Regions from separate parts of the Rattus norvegicus genome. Here region 1 is linked to region 2. Evidence: chromatin contacts called from public Hi-C data. All regions are on one chromosome and are shown on one strand. The core of a region is the stretch at or near the end of the contact, and the rest is flanking DNA. Distances in the headings are between cores, read along the strand shown. Region 1 overlaps LOC108350931 (a long non-coding RNA gene). Region 2 overlaps Rab2a (RAB2A, member RAS oncogene family).

Region 1 (5,139 bases), core at 306-2,805, 510 kb before region 2:
GGTAGATCAGGGTCAACCAGCCAGGCGCCTAGCTTACCTGGGGAGCTGCCAAAGCAGAGCTGCCCATGCCCCCTCTGGATCAGCAGGTTTCTAGCCTGTGCTTCCAGTTAGGAAGAGAAAGTGCACAGTCTCTGTACTTGCCTCTAACGGGGCCATCCACACTGGGCTGGCCCAGGCCTGAGACCTGACTATGTGTTCTACTTCTCTGAGGCAGAAAGTCCCACTCACAGGGCCATTTCCAACTCTTCCTGTTGTTTGGCTTCCTGAAACCTTCCTTCTGCCTCTAAAACCAAAAGCTATTTTGCATAGGTACTGGTTGGGGGTTTTGTTGTTTTTTTTTTTTCTTTAATTAAAAAAAAGGCAAGAGTAAACTTAAAAAACTCCATAGCTCACCTGAAAAATAACGAGGCAGCCAGGAAACTGTGAAGGAGTCCGAAAGCAATCACTTCAGAGTCTGTCAATAAGTAGAAACAAGGCGGAGGGAGACTTCAACAAGGAGCGCTCTCCATAGCAAGCTAAGGTTTACAGTATCAGTGGTGAAGATGAGCCATGGGGCTTACATAGTCCGGCTTCCCCATTTCAGTGCCGCTCGGGGGACTCTTAAGTGTTTGCTCAGCTGCCATGACAAAGTGCTACAGCTGATAGCTTACATACGAGACATTTCCGAACTCACAACTCCGGATGCCGGAATCAAGATGCAGCTGTCCGAGGAGCCGGTTTTGTTTCCTTGTGTTGTTTTTGTTTTTGTAAGAGCAAGCTCCTTTTGGCTTGAGGACAGATCTCTGACTTCTTGCACTTCTGCATCTTTCCTGCTGCGTGCGTCTGTGTCTGAATCTTTTCCAATGAGGACAGGCGTCCATACACAATTCACCCATATGGCTTGGCCTTGGCTCAAGGATCATGTCGTCCAGTACAGCCCAGTCTGACGTCAGGACATCAGCACATAATGCTCATGAGAAACGTAACTCAGCATGTAAATTACCCAACCTCTTTAGGGTGTGTGTGTGTCTGTGTGTGTGTGCATGCACGCGTGCACACTCGCACTCAGGCACCTGCATGCACATGCGTGTGTGCACATATACGCACATACATGTGAACAAACATATATGATGCCATATATTTGTGCATCCACACATATGTGAACAAACATAACATACATATACTCATATACATCCATACTCACACACACAAACACACGCGCACGCACACACACACACACACACACACACACACACACACACAGATACATGATTGACAACAACAGCCTTGGAGCACTTATGAAGATAGATTACCTGACCAAAAACCATAATTCACATATTCCTGCGTACAACTGAGGGATACTAGACAAAGTCTTTGTCACCCTTACCAAAAGGTCACAGCTACAGGGACATACCTGTAGATCAGAGCCACTCTAGTATGGCAGGAACAGGTGGGGGCTGGGGGGAGGCAAGAGGAGGGATTAAAACCAGCACTCATCACCCTGCCTTGCCTCCCATGCACTGATGGCTTAGAATCAACACTTGTGGAGAGAGGTCACAAGAGAGTCTGACAGAAAGGGTTCATTCACAGGCCTGACTTCATGGACTCAAATCAAACTCGGGTTCAGAATGGAAGCAAGAGGAGCCCTGGGATCCAGTTCCTCCTAACAGAGTTAGTGGCACTGCAGAGGAGGAGTGGTGGCCAAACAACCGAACCCCAGGGGTCCCAGCACATTGTCTGGGACAAAGTTTTAAATTCAGACATCTCTCAGAACAGACAAAGGCAAGCCTGTCTGTCACTGCTTCTCTGGGGAAAATGCCTCGGCCATTAACCCAGTCACCCTAGCAGTTGTGACACCTGATGCTGGGCCTTGCAGTAAGCTGCAGAAACAGCATTTCTAAGGTGGTGGCCCAAGGAGCTGAAGCAGGCCAGGACGCACAGAAGCAGTGGCTCCTTGCTGGGGGAGGGGCGAGGGGGCAATGAGCCGGGAGCAGCCAAGCATGTGTGTTCCAGAAAGAAAAGCAAACACAGACCCACCTGGCATTTCCCTGTGTCCCTTTCACCGAGCCTTCTCACTGGTACTTGCTTTTAATTTATGACACAAGGCACTAAAGGGACCATCTATAGATTTAACATTGACATTTCCTTCATGCTGTAATCCTCCGAATCCCATTTGCTGTAAATCTCAACCAAATGGCAGAAAAATGACTCCTCCCGCTCCCCACCCTCGAGGACGTTATAATGAACTATCCCTTTTCAGAATTTGAGGAGGACTGAAGGAGACCCACAGGCTTTGGACGCCCACATTCGCCTCCTGTAGCCTGTCTTTGGGAAGGAGGCAATCACTGAAGAGTCTGGTCCACGAGCCATCACTCTGTGAACCCCCTAGGAAAGCTTTGTGCTCTAACCACAAGATTTTCCCACCAAAATAACTCTGGCTATCACACAGGCCAGGAGATAGACTGTTATGTGGTCCAGACGCCCACTTCAGTAGAGCGGGTCTTTTTCTGACTGTTTTACTTTAATCGACCTATGCATAGTTGTTATGCATTTGGTGAGGTACACACAGAGGAGAAACATGCTACCCAGCGTGTCCTTAGAAGGATGTCGAGATTTTTTTTTTGATGAGCAAAAGAGTTGGATTGTACTAAACCAAGTGTGCCCATGTCCCTTCCACGTGCTCCAGTGAGACGCGTAGGTGTTTCTCCTTCCATACTCACTCAGACTTCTTGTCAGGCACTTACTTCTCCATCCATTGCTGTAACCCCTACTGGCTCTGCTTCCGCCGGGTCTCACTGGTTTTCCCGCCCCATGATGCTACTTCCAACACCAGCACTACCACTTGGGCAGCAGAATAATATTCTCCCAAAGATGCCAAAGCCTGGATCCCTGAAAACTGAATTAGTTATATGTAGAAATGAGGCTTTTGATCAGCGGGCTTTGACATGGGGGGGTCTATTCCAGATTTTACAGATAATCACAGAGGACCTCAGATGTGGGAGAGAAGATGGAAGGGTCAGGCTTAGCGTGTCTGATAGAAGAAACCCTTAACCTGTGGTTTCTGGCCTTAAATGTGAAGAAGGGCCCATAAGGCATCGCTTTCAAGATTAGAAAAAGGAAATAGCACACTTTCTCTTAGAACGTCCAGGAAAGACAAAAATCTTACCAGCCGGGGAAGGGGAGGAGTAGGGGGTGCTACAGGTTGAATTCTAACTCTGGAACTAAGCACACAATCATACACCAGAACAATCACAACAGCAGAAAGAAGCAGACGTTTCTCTGCCTGTCCAGCTCAGAGCATAGATAGATAGATAGATGGATGGATAGATAGATAGATAGATAGATAGATAGATAGATAGATAGATAGATAGATAGATAGATAGATAGATAGAATGTATGTATCCGGTCTCTTCTCTAGACCCCCTCACACACAACACATCTCATAACTACATCCATTGTCCAACTAGAAACCAAAGAACCTGAAACAATGGTGCCCGTTAGTCACATCTCGAGCATCAGTACTACAACGGTTCCATAGAATTTCCAAGCAAAACCATTCACAAGGGTATCCATCCTCTTTAAGGACAGATGACTCAGACACTGTTTCCAGCACATCTGATTCAACCAAGGAGGAAGCACGCAGGACTTCCGTGTAAGATGTACGTGGATTTCTGAGGGACAGAGCGTAGACCACAGGCTGAAGGGTTTCCACACGCCCCAAAACCAAAAGCTCACACACTTTCCTTGTCATGATAAAACCCCAAGCTCATTTTATGGACATAGCCCTGTCAAAGACTTGCCTCCAGGGTCATGCCAGCCATCTTGTCCTAGGATGTTAATGACACATCTTTGCCAATTTGATAAAGAACATTTTGTCCCTCTTGGTTACTTTCTTTCTTACAAACTTGGACTTTCTTGGAAGAAATGTCTGTCTGTTTCTGTCAATTGAGTTCATTTAATACTTTAATAGAGTTAGAAGTATTCTATCCCAGAGAGTAAATTGAAAATACTTTTTATGAGGACTTTAAACAACCCAGCTTCTCTTTTCCTTTTGTGTAAGGCATTATTTTGTGTAAGACAGTGAACGCTGAATACTATACATCAGACACACAGTATCAGATGAAATGAATCCAACTGGGGAAAGGTTTCTTTCTCACTCACTCCTCACCTCTGGCTATATTTCTTGAAGGTATAGAAACATTTCATGAACTTGGTTCAGTGTCTGACTGCTGCTCTAACAAATTTCCAAGAAAAAAAGCACAAATATATTGCCTTCTGGAAGTCAGAAGAACAAAATTAATCTTGGAAGGCTGAAATCAAGACAGGCTACTTCAGAAAGATTGTAAGAGTTTTCTCTGAGACTGTGTCTCCTAGTAACATCAGATGCTATCACCAGCATGACTATCCAAATGGGAGCCAAACAAGGCTACCACCAATGGACATGCCAAAGCGGATACTGAAAAGCCCATGAGTCCCCAAGCCTATACAAGAACTATAGGCAACCAAGGAAATCTGGGAGTGGAGCGGTGGTCCTCCCCGGAGAAGAGCACACAAATTGGTTGTCCAGTGACAAATGGTCAGCACTAAACACACACACACACACACACACACACACACACACAATGGACTGATCAAATTATATTTATATATCTTATATATCTTATTTACATTTATCACATATGCTTATATAATATATATTTATAATACATTACTAATATATAATATGTAACTGTATATTTACATATACACATATGTAGAATATATTATATATATATACATATATATATATATATGGAGAGAGAGAGAGAGAGAGAGAGAGAGAGAGAGAGAGAGAGAGAATACATAAACAAACAAGAACCCTGGTTACTTCTGAAGACTCCAAGGAGGTTTCTTATCTCTTCCACATTCTAGAGAGGATCCAAAGATAATTTGGCTCCTAGCCACATCATTCCGATCTCTCTTCGACTCCTTCAACTTTTTTCTCATAAGGACCATTTCTATCACATCGGTCCCATCTAAATAATTCCAGATAGCCTCTAAGGCCTTTAATGTAGTTACATCTGCAAAGTCTCTTTTCCCATGGGAGGGAGCTAACAGTAATGGCTTCCGAGATGAGGTCTGAGCATTTTCATTATTTGGTCCACAGTCTACCCTCTGGCT
Region 2 (4,865 bases), core at 1,995-4,494:
GATAGATGATGCTCCAATTGTTTGTGAAGCCATCTTCTTGGGCTTCAGCACAGATCCGTGTGTAGAGGACAAAAACACCTCTAGCTTACAGTCACATGCCAGTTCCCTAAAGTACTTTTTCACTCCCTACGGCCATCACCGAGAAGCACAGCCTCTGATAATTTAAGCAAGGGGCCTCGAAGTGGTCCTCTTCCTACTTAGCACCATCTTCTCAAATCATGTGCTCTCCATGGTCATAGAAATCTGTCTGTCCTGTCTTTTGGTAGCTTGGCAAGTTAGCACCATCAGTCTTAGGAGTCCCCCGCTGTATTTTCAGGTACTTGCTTGGCTCTTTGGTGCCTGAGCAGATGAGCCAAAGATATTTAATCTTGACTTGTCAATAGGTTGAAATATTTTAAGTAATTAATATATTTTTTGTCACTTAATTTTTTCTATTATACTGCATTTTAAAAGTATTTGAAATTTAAAACTTTTAAATTAATTTAGATGAATATGTAAATCCATAAAAATTTCATACACACCACATGTATGGGCATGCTTGTATGTAACACAGTGTAGTGTGGGTTAAGTATGTCAATCTCCTTCTCCTTTCTTGTTTGAGCTGGTTTTAAAACCAGCATATGATGTGATAGGCTTCATGAAATGAACTGTGGAAACAAGCCAGGGAGTTCAGACATCTCCTTGACATGTTAATTTAATTGCCTTTGAATATAGATCAGCAGTAGGATCAATTGCCAGATGATACAGGAGTTCTGCCAAGTTTTTTGAAGACCCCCACCCCCAATATTGTTTGTTCTACAATGGCTACAGTGTCCTACATTCTAACCTGCAGTGTGTGAGGACGCCTTTTCTCCACATATTTACTAGTATCTGCTGTAATATGGTTATATCTATGTTATGAAGATCGAAAGAGATTATGGTAAGTTTGAGAGAGCATTCCTTCGCAGAACTCTAAGGACTTTTGTGCCTTAAGAGTTTTTTCTCCTGGTTTCACACACATCCATAATCTTTTAAGCAAATGAATATAGGGAGAAAAAGAACTATCAAATAGTTCTAAGAAGAAAATTGGGTGGCATATGCTTTTAAATCCAGCACTCAGGAGGTAGAAGCAAGTAATTTCTGAATTCCAGGCCAGCCTGGGTTACAGAGTGAGTTCTAGGACAGCTAGGGTTACATAGAAATACCCTGTCTCAGAGGGAAAAAAAAGTGCTCTTAATCATCCAGCCATCACCTGGCCTCCAAAGACCTCTCAAGTTCTATCAGAGAAGCCCATGTTTACTGGTACACTATTTACAGTAGCCAGGGAATGGACTAGCCTTGGTGTCAATCAACAAAAGAATGAATCACACACACACACACACACACACACACACACACACACAAAAATACAGAATTTTATTCAGCTATTAAGAAAAATAAAATTATGACATCTGTAGGATATAGTTTCTAGATTCAGAAAGACAAATTTTGTGGGTATGTATTTAAATATGCATGGATATGTGGATATAGGTCATGAGGTCAGAAAGGAGACCGAGAGTAGAAAAGTGGTCTTAAGTATGGGGAAAGAGGTTAATAGAATACCTGTGGCACAGAAACCATGGAAAACCTAAAGCCAAATGCTGACTGTGTATGAACTGGCTGATAGTGTGGGGAGACACAGTAAGTATCACAGAGGGCACCCCAAAGAAGGCTGATTGTCTCTGAAGGGTATTTCCAATGAGAGGACACTTCTGTGGAGGAGAGGATACACTTCACAGCTGACTAATTCCTACTTTAATACAGAGAATACATTGTGGGTTGCTGGCAACCAAAGGGCTTTGGCTGTCAAATTATGGAATCCGATGCTCTGACTAGTGGGGTCCACTACACAGTTTTAAAGAAATTGGAGAGCAACAATCATTTTTCACTTTTTGGAAGCTCTCAAACAACAGTGGAAGAGTGAAAAATGAAGACAGGATGTCTTATTAGGAAGCAATTAGGGTCAATAAAGCAACAGGAAGGCAATACAGATTAATGGACGAGTGACTGAAGGGCTAAGCAGACACATAGGCTATTTATAGGAGTAGTCAAAACTATGCAAGAGACTGTTTATGGTAGGTGGAAACCCACTTGTTCGCTATGGCAATCATAACTAGGATGAACTTACCAATGGGGAAAGAATGCAGATGAGAAACTCAGTACAAACAAGGACTAGGAAACTCTCATTGGAAACTGGAAGAGAGCACACACTGAGAACTGGAGGGCAGGTTTTTATTCTGAAGACAGCTGAACCCTGATTATATAATTACATGCTCTTGCCAGGAGTGAATAAAGAAAGGGATGAGGATCACGAGAGGGTGGGAACCCTGTGCTTTGGAAGGGTGGGGGTGCTGTCGGCCTTTCCTGTGAGGTAGCCGAGTACAGCCTGCACTGCAGCAGGAGTCTGTGCAATGTGTGCACAGGATCACGGAGAGCACTCATCTGACAGCCCATTGGAAGAAAAGCCTTCTGCCACATGTCAGGTCAGAAAAAACCTGGAGATACTGGGTGGGCTGTGCTAACAGATGAGCAATTTCTCCAAAATACAGGGGTGGGGGTTGCTTAGAAAATTAGAAGTTAAATAAAACAGCAATTTACTCTGTGCCTAGACCAGCCTCAAACACACAGCAAGCCTCCTGCCCTCAGCCTACTGAGTGCTGACATCACAGGCAAAAGCCACCACACCAGCTTTTTCAGGAGATTTCTCTACAGTGGTTTCTCAAACATTAATATATTACTGTAATTTCTGGTTCTTGAAGAGGAAGCACATCTAATTTCTCCTATACTTGTTTGCCCTTGGAATCCCAAGCCAAACAATCACTATAGGCATTCTCAACTGTGTGGCAGTATAACAGAGAATAAGAACCTGCCCCGCCTTGGTCTGAGCCCTGTGAACAATGACTCTTACACATGAAAGCACTTAGGAGAACACTCTGGATCTGCCTGCAGTATTACTGTAAGCATGTACACTACTTGGGACTTATGTTTAAAAAGACTAGTGACATTTACCAAACTCATCAAAGGTGACTTATTAGGGGCAACAGAACAAGAATATTCTGGTCGAAACTGGTTGTCTTAGGTTTCTTCTGTTGTGATAAATGCCATGAACCTGGGAAAGAACAGGAATCATTTTTTCTCACACTTTCAGACATCAAGCAGCCCATCACTGGGAAGGAGTCAGGGCAGGAGAATCTGGAGCATAGGCCACAGAAGAGTGCTGCTTACTGGCTTTCTCCCCACAGATGACTCAGCTTGCTTGTTTCTGCAACTCAAGTCCACAAGCCCAGGGGCAGCATAGTCCCTTGTGGGCCTAAGGCCCACCTGCATCAATCAGTAAACAAGAATATAGACATGAAAATTTGCCTACCCGCAATCTGATAGATTTTCTCAACTGAGGTTCATTTTCTCAGATAACTTTAACTTGTGTCAAATTGACAGAAAACCAACCAGGACACCGGTCCTTAGATTACACTGCCATATAGGGAAATGAATATGGGTGTATTCCTTCAGTGTTCAGAGTCACCACCACAACCTGTATAGAATCTACTTAATAAAAGCAATGTACTCTCACTATAACCTGCTATATAGAAGTTATAATGTATCATTTGGAAATAAATCCAGAAAACTAGTAGCTTGCTAACAAATACATGTTTATAATAGAAAAGGCTTTCCATGTTTGTGTAATTAATGTTTATGTGTACAAATTATGTGTATGTTAATGTTAATATGTGATTTCTCTACTTGCCTTTTCATATCCATAGATATGTCTGAGAAATTCTTACCTTCATTAGTAATAACTAATTTAGGCAATGGGGTTTCACTTGGTTTCATATTCTTTATAAATTAACTTCAAGTATTTGAATTGTTTTGGCACTGTTTTAAATTTAAGATCCTAGTTCAAGAAAGATGGCCTTAATTCTGGCAAGAGCAAAATGGCTCATCAGAGGCTGTTACTAAAGAAAATACGTAAGAGTAGGGAGGTGCTGAGGAATGACGCTGACGGCTCCTGCACCGGAAAGGGTGAGTGCAGGAGGGCGGGGAACACCAGGGTGTCAGAATACTGAGGTTCCTCACTGTAGCATTTGTCAGAAGCAGCACTGAACACAAGGGATGCTGTCTTTACTTCTTCTTTCAGGCAACAGATGAAAGAGAGCATTTTTAATATCAAAATTATAGTACCACACCTCCTGTTCACTAAGAAGAGTTGCTGCTAATTCAGTTCTTGGAGTTTATGTTCTATTATTCTAACTCAGTAGTTGTCAACCAGGACTAATGACTCTATGGACCAGATTCCCTAATCCTGTTTTGTCCCTAAATACATCTTTTATGAATGAAATCATTAAGCTGACTAATAGTAAACAGTAAATGTACAGATTATATAAGCTTATTTCCAGCTAATCCTGAGACAACAGTGGTATGCTGTTTTAAATAGTCTACTCCCTTCGAGGGAGATATAACCCACATCTCTTGGTTCCTACTTTTATTACAAAAAACACATCTTTGTTAAAATATATAAAAGGAAACAACAGGCCTATTCTAAAGACCAACGGCATTCCACTGGGACTTAGCCAATGCAAAATCATGTAGCCTTAATTTTCTAAAAAGAACTCATAATTAGATGGTCCATTAATCAAAAAATAGGCACATTTATGAATCACTTATCTTTTATCACACATATCTTTAATATACACCATACATGTTAAGGGATGATTCATACGTGAGATATTTACTCATCTGGCTGTTTTTACAGCTGGGACTTTGAGCACAGGGTCTCACAAAGCTAGGACAATGTTCTAAGCACGAGACATACCCTGAGCTTGATGGTGTTACTCTTCCTGTAACACATG

The links. A called contact is a pair of places that touch in the nucleus more often than the background predicts.
Region 1: a Hi-C map of psoas muscle shows a contact between it and region 2, with 5 times the contacts expected there. The contact joins two enhancer-like sites. A contact is called at or near these places in 8 of 12 Hi-C or Micro-C datasets (the A7r5 cell line, the Rat2 cell line, Schwann cells and 5 more).

Annotation. Positions count from the first base shown.
Region 1 is chr5:27,026,142-27,031,280 of GRCr8, reverse strand. The region is part of intron 1 of LOC108350931 (a long non-coding RNA gene); the gene reads right to left. Among named protein-coding and RNA genes, the nearest start is that of Lnc056, 68 kb to the right of the region's middle. Within about 2 kb of position 1,555, at least 2 of the 93 cell types and tissues checked have an H3K27ac peak or open chromatin away from gene starts, as enhancers often do.
Region 2 is chr5:26,522,465-26,527,329 of GRCr8, reverse strand. All of the region lies in intron 6 of Rab2a (RAB2A, member RAS oncogene family), which reads right to left. Among named protein-coding and RNA genes, the nearest start is that of Rab2a, 51 kb to the right of the region's middle. Within about 2 kb of position 3,244, at least 14 of the 93 cell types and tissues checked have an H3K27ac peak or open chromatin away from gene starts, as enhancers often do.